Regions from separate parts of the Mus musculus genome. Here all the other regions are linked to region 1. The links are chromatin contacts, called in public Hi-C and HiChIP or PLAC-seq maps. All regions are on one chromosome and are shown on one strand. Each heading gives the region's core, a stretch centred on a gene start, on an enhancer-like site or on the middle of the called end of the contact. The rest is flanking DNA. Distances are from core to core; before and after follow the strand shown. Region 1 overlaps Aopep (aminopeptidase O). Region 2 overlaps Aopep (aminopeptidase O). Region 3 overlaps Fancc (Fanconi anemia, complementation group C).

Evidence for each region. A called contact is a pair of places that touch in the nucleus more often than the background predicts. HiChIP or PLAC-seq counts read pairs in DNA pulled down with a chosen protein or histone mark.
Region 2: a contact with region 1 is called in an H3K27ac HiChIP or PLAC-seq map of embryonic fibroblasts, with 17 read pairs. The contact joins two enhancer-like sites. A contact is called at or near these places in 1 of 15 datasets of contacts at CTCF or cohesin (the NIH/3T3 cell line), 16 of 484 Hi-C or Micro-C datasets (the HL-1 cell line, bone marrow-derived macrophages, cerebral cortex and 9 more), 5 of 115 datasets of contacts at active chromatin or transcription factors (the NIH/3T3 cell line, embryonic fibroblasts, embryonic stem cells and 2 more) and 4 of 9 other capture datasets (adipose tissue, embryonic stem cells, liver and 1 more).
Region 3: a contact with region 1 is called in a Hi-C map of uterus, with 3 times the contacts expected there. The contact joins two enhancer-like sites. A contact is called at or near these places in 5 of 39 promoter capture datasets (the C10 cell line, embryonic stem cells, hippocampal neurons and 2 more), 3 of 15 datasets of contacts at CTCF or cohesin (CD8 T cells, the NIH/3T3 cell line and large pre-B cells), 11 of 484 Hi-C or Micro-C datasets (Sertoli cells, Th1 cells, bone marrow-derived macrophages and 7 more), 7 of 115 datasets of contacts at active chromatin or transcription factors (CD8 T cells, T-cell acute lymphoblastic leukemia, astrocytes and 4 more) and 4 of 9 other capture datasets (adipose tissue, embryonic stem cells, liver and 1 more).

The regions. Positions count from the first base shown.
Region 1 is chr13:63,185,491-63,188,629 of GRCm38.p6, forward strand. The region is part of intron 7 of Aopep (aminopeptidase O); the gene reads left to right. Among named protein-coding and RNA genes, the nearest start is that of Gm30409, 55 kb to the left of the region's middle. Within about 2 kb of position 1,816, at least 153 of the 459 cell types and tissues checked have an H3K27ac peak or open chromatin away from gene starts, as enhancers often do. A contact at or near this core is called in the HL-1 cell line, bone marrow-derived macrophages, embryonic fibroblasts and 3 more, where this site is marked.
Region 2 is chr13:63,045,404-63,048,552 of GRCm38.p6, forward strand. The region is part of intron 3 of Aopep (aminopeptidase O); the gene reads left to right. Among named protein-coding and RNA genes, the nearest start is that of Gm46422, 48 kb to the right of the region's middle. Within about 2 kb of position 1,423, at least 75 of the 459 cell types and tissues checked have an H3K27ac peak or open chromatin away from gene starts, as enhancers often do. A contact at or near this core is called in the HL-1 cell line, bone marrow-derived macrophages, embryonic fibroblasts and 3 more, where this site is marked.
Region 3 is chr13:63,328,794-63,332,058 of GRCm38.p6, forward strand. It overlaps Fancc (Fanconi anemia, complementation group C), which reads right to left. Exons shown (of 15, transcript NM_007985.3): 9 at 3,048-3,100; 10 at 1,728-1,827. Among named protein-coding and RNA genes, the nearest start is that of Mir3074-1, 29 kb to the left of the region's middle. Within about 2 kb of position 1,853, at least 55 of the 459 cell types and tissues checked have an H3K27ac peak or open chromatin away from gene starts, as enhancers often do. A contact at or near this core is called in uterus, where this site is marked.

The DNA of each region.
Region 1 (3,139 bases), core at 566-3,065:
TCTTGTTTTTGATCCGTTTCAGGCTTTGTTTCTTAGAGGGAGTTTCAGATTTGTTGCCATTCTGAATCATGTGGCATTTTGGGTTTGTGATGATTGCTGCTTGCTGCTTGTTAATTTATTAATTTCTTTGTTTGAGTCAGGTTCTCTCAGTATAGTCCTTACTGGCCTGGAATTCACTCTGTGGTCCAGGCTGGCCTCTTACCCACAGATATCTGCCTGCCTCTGCCTCCCCAGTGCTGGGAGTAAAGATGTGAGACGCCTGACAGTTGGTCCTTTATAAAGTTTCACTCCTTTGCTTTCTACCCAGCTCATCAAAATGTGTTCACTCCTTTGAGTTTGCACCTTTCTGCCAGCTGTTCTTTCTTGCCTGGTTTAGCAGGTGACCTCTCCTTCATGTGTTGCTCATGATCCTCTGAACACACCTCCTTCTGCCCCAAGTCATCTTAGCAATTGCCCTTGTCAGCAGCACTAGGGTGATAGATACTCCACTGGCTGCATCTAATGCAGGCAAATGGTCCTGCTAGGAAACTCCTCCAAGTAAACTCGCTAGACTCGCAGTTAAATCTATTTGATAAGCTTAGAGTCTCCCACACAATATTAGTTCAAGTGTCCACAGCGTTTGCCCTGTTCACTTTATTGACGCTGCAAGTGCTAGCTGGCAGCAAGTCTTTGTTCCTTTTGGCCATTTTATACACAAAGGTGTTGCAAAAACCAAATAGTCCATCCTCACCTCTGAGTTCCGTGCATTCTTCCCAGAGTGCTGTGAGCTGTGGGTGAAGGGTGGGTGCAACTTCCTGCAGCTCTAAGCAGCACTGGGATTTCACTGCTCCTTTTTGTGAGATGATGATAATGAGGTATCAGAGAACAGCTTAAAGACAAAGGCTGCAAAGACTTAAGGCTTCATTTGTATGCAGTGGGGTGTGTGTGTGTGTGTGAGTATAGTGTGCACTGTGTTGGTATGTTAGCAAGCGTGAAAGCACTTGTCTACATGCATCCTCTGGAGTGTCTTCTCTGACCTCTCTGTACCTTATGCGCTGAGGCAGGATCTCCTCGTTCTGGCTGATCTATCCAGCATTCTCCCCATCTCCACTTTCCACCTGGCACTTCTGTTGGTACTAGGGTTCATCCATGCTTGTACTGAGCTGTCTTAGCAGCCACCATCTCTTGATTTTGCTGATGAGGGAACTCTGCTTCATGGGGCTGCACATGGCACACCCACCCAGTGTTCACAGCCAAGTGTTTAGCCAGCATGCACTTTGCCTGTTAGTCTTCAAGGTGCCTATGGATTTCAGATGGAACTTAGAGGCAGTTTCTACTTAAGAGTTTCACTTCCTCAGAGTTAGGGTGTAAATGAAGCTCTGCTCCTTGTTGGGGTGGCTACCTTTGACAAGTAGCATATAGTGGCAGTTGGCAGCTGGCATCCACAAGCACAAGAGGGATGCTGGCAGATAATCTGTGTGAGCTGGGCAGGTCAGACAGAACCAAACACCTAAGTGACTAAGCACCTCACAGAGGCCGTTCTCTTAATTTTACCCCTGATCATAGCTGAGAAGGACCAGCCCTTTCTTAAGGCTCCCCTTTCCAAATGGAATCCCTATGCGTCAGATACAACCATCACTCAGAAAGTATTCAGATAGCTTCTGTGAGTGTGCAGGAGAGGCAGGGTAGAGTCGAGGAAGGTCGTGTTCACCTCGGTTGTTGTATTTGGTGCCAGGTACAACAGAAACCAAGAGCATATGAGCCCAGACGACCTTGGTAACTTGATCACCCACATTCCATGCATGTCAGGAGAGGGGTAAACTGGAGCCTGCTAGCTGCAGCATGACTAACACTTTGCTTTTACACCGTGGTTTTAGTTATATGAACTTCATCATAGGCTGTGCAGTGAGGAAAGAAAGCTTCTAAGAAGGAAAGAGAGTCTCTGACTCACTCCTGAGGATTTTGCGGAGCTATGTAAGGGCCTTCCTCTCGAGGAAGCCCTGGAGTATATGATCTTTTCTACCCACCCCTGTTCTTCAGCTCCTAATAGGCATCCTCACAACTCCTTCCTCATCAGGTTCTTGTAAGGGAGGCGGGGTGCTGAAGAGGACTCATAGTTCACAGCACAGAGGCCCTGGTCTTCCCCAGGCCACGTTGCTGTTAGTGCTACCCCAGCTTTCCATCCGCCATGTGTGCACCTGGGTATGGATAATGGACTGTAAAGGAAAGTTGACCTCAACACATGGTGTATATGTTTCTTACACAGGAAGCAGGCAGAAGGCAGGCAGTCTGGGCTAACGTGGGGCTCAGTTTATGCCAGAGAGAAGGTTTACCGTGGGTTTATCCCCTCTGCTCTCTGGGTACACTGACTCACTACCTTATGGTTGCAGAGTGGCTGCTACAGCGTCCTCTGTCATCTAGAGGTTGAGGGTGAGTGGACAGAAGAAGTATAGTAGTAAGCAGTTGTCTGCAGTGAGAGAAGCAAAAGTTTCTCCAAGCCCAACCTCCACTTCCTCTACTGCCCCCCCCCCTTGTATTTGTTTCCAGTCCTTTGTGGCACAAAAGTTGTAAACTCCATTTTGCTACCCATGTGTCCACTGATCTGAGGGAAAAGTGGATACTGTTTTATTTGCATGTTTTCTTAACTTTTAAAAAGTTTCCTTTTTGGGATTTCATTTATCTGATTGGGTTCTCTTGAGAGAAAAATCTCACTTTGTAGCTCTGCCTAGCTGCATATTGTCTCTTCCTGCTCCAACCTCTAAGATACTGGGACTTTAGCCATTCATTAGAATGCTCAGCTTTTCCTTAACATTTTAAGTTAAAATAAAACATGTGCAGTAAAATGCACACATCGTTGCTAGATTGCTCCAGGGAGTCATACTACTCATTCACCCTCTGCAAGGAGTCTGCTCTTCCCATCTGTAGCTAGAGGCCAGTGTTGCTGGGTTCTGGGATTCCAGAAGTAGAAGTGGGAAGGTTCATCTATATGTGCACCTGGTGGGTGTGAGAGCTTCCTCTGTGTGACTGTGAGAGGCAGGCTAGACTTGGTTCCTGCCTTTTCTGTATCGTGTCTCTGCATAGAGCTGGCACCATGACATGTGGCGGTATCCCAGAGACAGAAGCTCGTGGTCTCTGCTGATGGAGTGTCTTTCCTCCTGAA
Region 2 (3,149 bases), core at 173-2,672, 140 kb before region 1:
GTTTAATAGGGCTCAGAAATGTATCTGTTGAATATGGTCTATGAAATCAAATGGAAGTAGCTCCTGGCAGAGGCATTTAAAACCACATAGTTAATGACAGAGGCAATACCATGTTCATAGCTTCCCCTATGAACATGGTTGCTGGTTTCTACCACACATGTTTAAAAAGAAGATCACTATGCTATCACTTTCCTCTAGTAATTTTTGTTTGTTTCTTCAAGATTTTATTTTTAAGTTGTGTTTACTTGAGTGTAGTGCTAGCAGAGGCCAGAAGAGGGCATCAGATCCTCTGGAGCTGGGGTTTTAGGTAGTTGTGAGCCCCTGGATGTGGGTGCTGGCAACCAACCTTGGCACCTCCAAGAGCAGTGTGTGCTCTTAGCTTCTGAGCTGTCACTCCAGCCCCCTGGCTTTACTTTTATAAATCTAATTTGGCATATTCCTACTCCTCAAATTAATGATTTTTTTTTAGGATCTTTGTCTGGTTCCCCCCCCCCCCATTTTTCAATTGTAAAGAGCATAAACGTTATTTCACTTTGGGCAAAATGCTATTCTCTGTCTGGACTGTACAATATGTCAGCTCTCTGACATTCTCTTCCGTATGACTGGGAAATTCCAGGAAAAATGACTAAGGAGCAAGACTCTCCCAGACAAAAAGCCAGCTTCCCCCACCCTATTTTGATGGCTCAAAATAAATAGCAGTGTTGAGAATGCTCCACATTCTCTCCATGTGAGAAGGCAGTAAATTAAAAAGCTTTAGGGGTGGCTATGATCAAGTAAGTACTTTGCCCACAAAAAGGAAATGCAAGGTAGAGTGTCCTAGTTTTGGAAGTAGAACCTCGGTACTGCATGCAGATGCTATGAAGAAGTGGGGTGGGCGTGCCTTAGAGTATACTTCACAGTGAACGTATTCCTTGTTTCCAGTAGACAGCTGCCCTCACATTGTGAGGGTTGTGTTTGGCTTTTCTATTGCTCATGTGGACTCAGATGATGTCTTACACTTTCCAGGGCTTTCATTCTGTGATTTGCTGTTCACTAGCTTGCTTGCCTCCTTGCTCTGCTTAGTATATACACAGAGTATGTTAGGATTTTTTTTTCTCTCTCTCTCAGACCACAGTGCTTCTGCCAGCATGTTTTATTTGCCCATTCTCACTGGTGTAAAATTTTTCTTGGATTAGACATACATGAATGTTTGCATGCAAGGCATTAATGTTTGTCTTGTGACCAACCATCTGGAAAGGTGGTATTCAGCCCACTGATGTCCTTTGTGTTTCAGGGGAGCTACTCATCTTCATTATGGTCATGTCTATCTAGGAGATCTGGTAGACTGGTGCCAGTGTTCCTTTAGGGAAGCCTTGAAACCATGGGATGCTCACAATCTACACAGCCCCTCTCGCTTCAGCAGGTGGCGCTCTTTTACCTTTGAAGGTTATTCTCTCCTAGTCGTCTGTGTCCAGGGCTATACTTCCTGCAAAGAGAGAGACCTGAGACCTCTGTGTAGGGTGGCATTGGCCTGTGAAGCCATTGTCTGGCCTGGTAAGGGAAAGCTGATGGGCATTGGCCCACCTGATGCCAGTTTCAGCCCTCGAACAATAGTGAGGAAGACTGATGTGGACAAGGCTTTGCCAGAGGGGCCAAAAGCTCATAAAGTAGGTCATGTAATTGCAGTGTCTCAGTTGTAACAGAAAGAATGCTGGGGTTTGCTGAAGTACCTGGGGATGGAGAAGGATACCATGAGGGGAAGAACAATGAAATGAGGAGCCTGCATTCCTTCCAGTGTGTACATAGTGCTTACACATGTTCCTGTGGTGTTCATATTTATATAATGTGGTTATCATATACTCATAAATGCACGTATTCCTATACAGCTTGCATTTGTAATGACCTTCCCAAAGCATTACTGCCATATGGAGTAATTTGGGCAGGGAGCTCTGAAGAAGGGATTGTGGCTAGAGAAATAGTCTTAAGATAGGAACTACATTGGATCTGAGAAGAGAAACATGATATGTCACATAAGAGCACACTGACATCACTGAGGGCTTCACTCTGTTGGTCTACCCGACAGCAGAAAGCTTCCAAGGTTACATGAGTGCTTCCAGTAGGAAAACTTTGTATGCCCTTTTAAATTTTCAGAGAAAACAACAATTTCTTTTTAAAATCTCATGTATCTGGCTGGCCTTAAACTGGTTTTTGTTTATTGATTTTTATTCTTGTTGTTATTTTTTAAATTAAGACAAGATCTCATGGTGATCAAGCTAGCCTCAAGCTTGCTATGCAGTCAATCATGAACTTGAATTTGTGTCCTACCTTTACCTCCCAGGTGCTCACATTGCAAATGTGTCCCACCATATCTTGTCTAAGCCGTGCATGGGATTTAACCAATTTAATTTCCCTGTACGCAAGGCAAGGACTCTGCCAATTTAACAACAACCTTTTGCCACTAACTCTTTAAATATCAGGCATTCTTGCCTGTGCAGAAATAGCTGTGTGTGATGGTTGCTGCCTTTGGAGTTTTAGTGATATACCAGGTATACAGGACTTGACTACCCACATTAGTTTACTATTGCTAATTGATATGACCAAAATGTGTCTACAGGACTTTGATTTTCTAATTTTTTCATTTTATAAAAATGCCCGTCTCAAATATTTAAGATTTTCACAAGTGTAAGATACAAAGTCACACTCACATCCCCTTGGTATCCGGCTGTCACCCACCGAGCTGAGGCTGACTCCTTGTCATCTTTGCCTCTCCTCACTTGTACCTTATTACCTCCTTATGAAGAGAGTCTCCAAAGCTGTTCTGAGGACAGTTTTCCAAGCAGTGAATGAAGCAGCACCTCAGGTGATGGTGTTAGCATTTCTAGGCTATGATGTACCTACTTTGAGAAGTGAATTCTAATTGTGGTGTATTTAGTGTGGTGGGCATCACACCCAGAGCTCTGTGCGTGCTGCCTGAGTACTCATAGTTGAGCTGCACCTAGAGCCAAACCCAACTTTTTAGATCATCTCTTTTGACTTGAAAATTAGTCCCTTTCAAGTCCTGTTATCCTTCCAAAAATCCAGTTATCTCTAAAGAAACTTTCAGTTCTGTTTTGAAGATGAAAATGTTTGAGTCTTATTGTAGCTGCTACCATGCTTGTAAGACAGATGTC
Region 3 (3,265 bases), core at 603-3,102, 140 kb after region 1:
AGACACGACCCCAGCCAGAACCCTTTTGCTGTCCCGTGTGGCTAATCAATGTATTTTGGAGAAACAGGAGTCAGGAATGCAACCTCAGCGTGTGTTTACTGAGGCAGGCAGAAGAGGGGCACACAAGAGTCAGCACCACCAGTGGCTCAAGTATCGTCTGAAGGTGGCTTCACTGCCATGTATGTTATTATCAATAAGTGAAGCAAAGGAGAGAGGGTCAGCATGGACTAAGCAGGACAGCATCATGACCGGGCATAAAGTGTGCACCTGAGTCAGGGGGAGTGAGCCAGTCATACACAGTTCAGTAGGTAGGTTGTCAGGGGCAGCATCAGGATGACAAAATAAATTATTACATGTGGATGTGAAGGCTTTGCAAAGTCAGGAGACGGCTGCTCCCCTGTGTAGAGTTAAAGGCAGCTGAATCCTTATCTTGCCTCAAGCCAGGGCCCAGTGTGTGTCACTCTCACCCCTAGACACATGTGGTCAGCAGACACTATCCTAAACTAAAGGCACCGTTACTCCAGTACCAAGACCAGCAGAGACTTAGGGCAAACCCGGAACAACACTCAAGTCAAGCTGAGGAAAAAGCTTCCTCCTGTCCTCAGTCCCAACTTGGGCATCCTGGGAATCCAAGGATGATGTTAGTTGAAGGCCGTTTGCTCCCTGGGGAACCAAGAGTATGTGAGAGAGGACAGCATACGCTTACAGCTGTGCTCACAACAGTGAGTACCAGCCAGTGCATTGGCCGAGGTTTCCTCCCAGATGCCAGGCTGCGTATGCTCCATCTATTTAACTTCTCCAGGGAAAGAGGGATGGTAAGAATAAACCATGCAGGTTTATAGTTGCCCTAGAAAGCAGAAACCCCTGCTAAAACCCGAGAGACCTCTACAGCCTTGGGCTGAGTAGGATTTTAGTAGGTTGAGCACCTGAGCTCTGCCCTTAGTCAAATGGCAGACAGCATCACAGGGAATGAGGCCACAACCCACAAGAAAGGTGTCTAGAACAGTACTACTCTGAGGAGGCAAGCATCACATAAGCATTAGCCCTGTGGCCATTGGTTACAGCAGCCAAAGCTGTAGATAGGAGAAGCTCCTGTGTATTTTGCCCTTGCAGTTGCTGTCCAACCTCTGCTGATGGGAACCTAGAGTCCTCTGGTCTACTGGAGGCATCTAACCTCCACTCATTCTTCAAATGCCTTCCTTTTCCCATCCCCCTGTCTCCTGAAGCTCTGCTGGGAATAAAGACAGTGATCACTGAGAGCGCCCAGTGTGCCATTCCTATAGTACATCCTGGGTAGACTCCATGTCTCTTATTGGCCACAAGGCCAAATGCAAACAGAAGGACAAACACAGAGGGCCAGGGGGAATTCTCCCCCTAGAGAGCTGGCCAATGTGAAGCCACACTCAGGCACAGCAGTGGGCAGATGGTTCTAGGAACAGGGCATGGGGAAGAAAGACAAACTCCTAAGTTATTTTTAGTGAAAATGTTTCATCTCCACAGGAGTGGTCTTTTGGAAGCTTTCTTTGTGAACAAGACTCCACTAACATTTCTGAAAACAAGGCTGGGAGCGTAGCCAGTGTCAGAGCATGCGCCTAACACGTGTGAGGCTGTGGGTGGTCTCCAACACCAGAAAAATAAAGATCCTTTCAGCTCGTTACCAAATGCCTGTAGCAGCAGTAGCCGGCTTCACTCTGAAGTGACTAAGCAGCATCCCCCGGGTGAGGTACCTGCTTGTTTTCTTTTTTCAGAGCTTCTACCAAGCACGATGTGAAAACCTGAAGAGCAGCTAGTACTTCTGGGGCTCCGTCAGTTTCCAGCAGCACAAACCTGAACAAAGCAAAGGGAGGTGACAGCACCCTGCTGCTCCACACACAATGCAAGCCCATTAGTTCATCAGACTGCAGCTCCTGAGTGAAGGCAGGAGGGAGCAGCCACCCTTCCAGCCTCTCTCATATGGCCTTCCCATGGGTACTTCGGTGTTCACAAACCAGACAGTGCTAGCAACAAGTGTTCTGCTTTTACCAGTGAGGACAGAGCTGCCTGGAGAGTGGAGATTCCAACACACACAGTCAGAATCACCAGAGTGGGGCTGTGGAATTAGATGTCCTTGGTTTAGTTTCCGTGCCCTTTTACACAACTAACTTTTCTTTTTGTTTAAAGAAAGAAATCTCAAACTTGATTATCCCGAAACAAAAACAATAACATGTCTTCTTATACCTGTGGCCATTTAAGTTAAGAGTTGGTATGTTTCAAGAGCAACACAAATGGTAAGGTATTGGTTGTAAAAATTCCTTTCCTGTGTTGGGGCTTGATGGCGCTTGCCTTTAATCCCAGCATTCAGGAGGCAGAGGCAGAGGCAGGTGGGTCTCTGAGTTTAAGGCCACAAACAAACAAACAAACACTCCTTTTCTAGGTCTGGAGAAATGGCTCAGTGGTTAAGAGCACTTGCTGGTTTTTCAGACCACTTGAATTCCATTGCCAGCATCCGTATCAGGCAGCTCACAACCTTCCGTAACTAGCTCCTGGGTCCAACACCTCTGACCTTAGTGTATCTATAGGAATCCATAGGTGCCAACTCTCATGACTTCGGAGCAGAGCCAACTGGTGTGTTACACACTTCTTGTTACTGGTCCTTTAAACAAAGCACAAGTTCCTAGGACCTAGTCTTTCAAATAAAAACACCATTCTGCTGAAATGTGGCGTTTCCTCTGTCTTTCAGAGAGTTCTTTCTGTTCAAAATAGTTTTGTGCCTTTTGGCTTTCTTTAGGTCTGTGACAAAGCCCAGCCAGCCCTCATGTGGTGAAGGGCTGTACTGCATCTTTACTTGGAGCTGGGACAAACGCTGCATGGATATTTCAGTACCCAAATGAATCCCACTTCTCTACCTCATTTGAGTATAAACAGGTTAAAGAATGCCACCACACTCCGGAGGCTGTCTTTTCAATGCACAGCAACTTCTGAGTTTTCACCCCTAACTACCAAGAGCGCAAACCTCTACGTTCCCACACCAGCCAGAGACCAACTGTTCCCAAAGACAGTATATTTACCTGAACATTTCATCAACAATTCTGAAGATGGCAGGTTGGCAGGCTGCTTGAGGCTATAAAAAGAAAAGACCATGAAACAGAGAAATACAAGAGGAACCTATCAATAACAACTTTGGATTATTAGGCAAACGAGAAGTTTGGGGCTGCTCCAGAAAAGTGACACATTCCATTAGGTTAAGAAAAGAAAAAGTACTTGGTACCCAGAAAAACCCATAAAA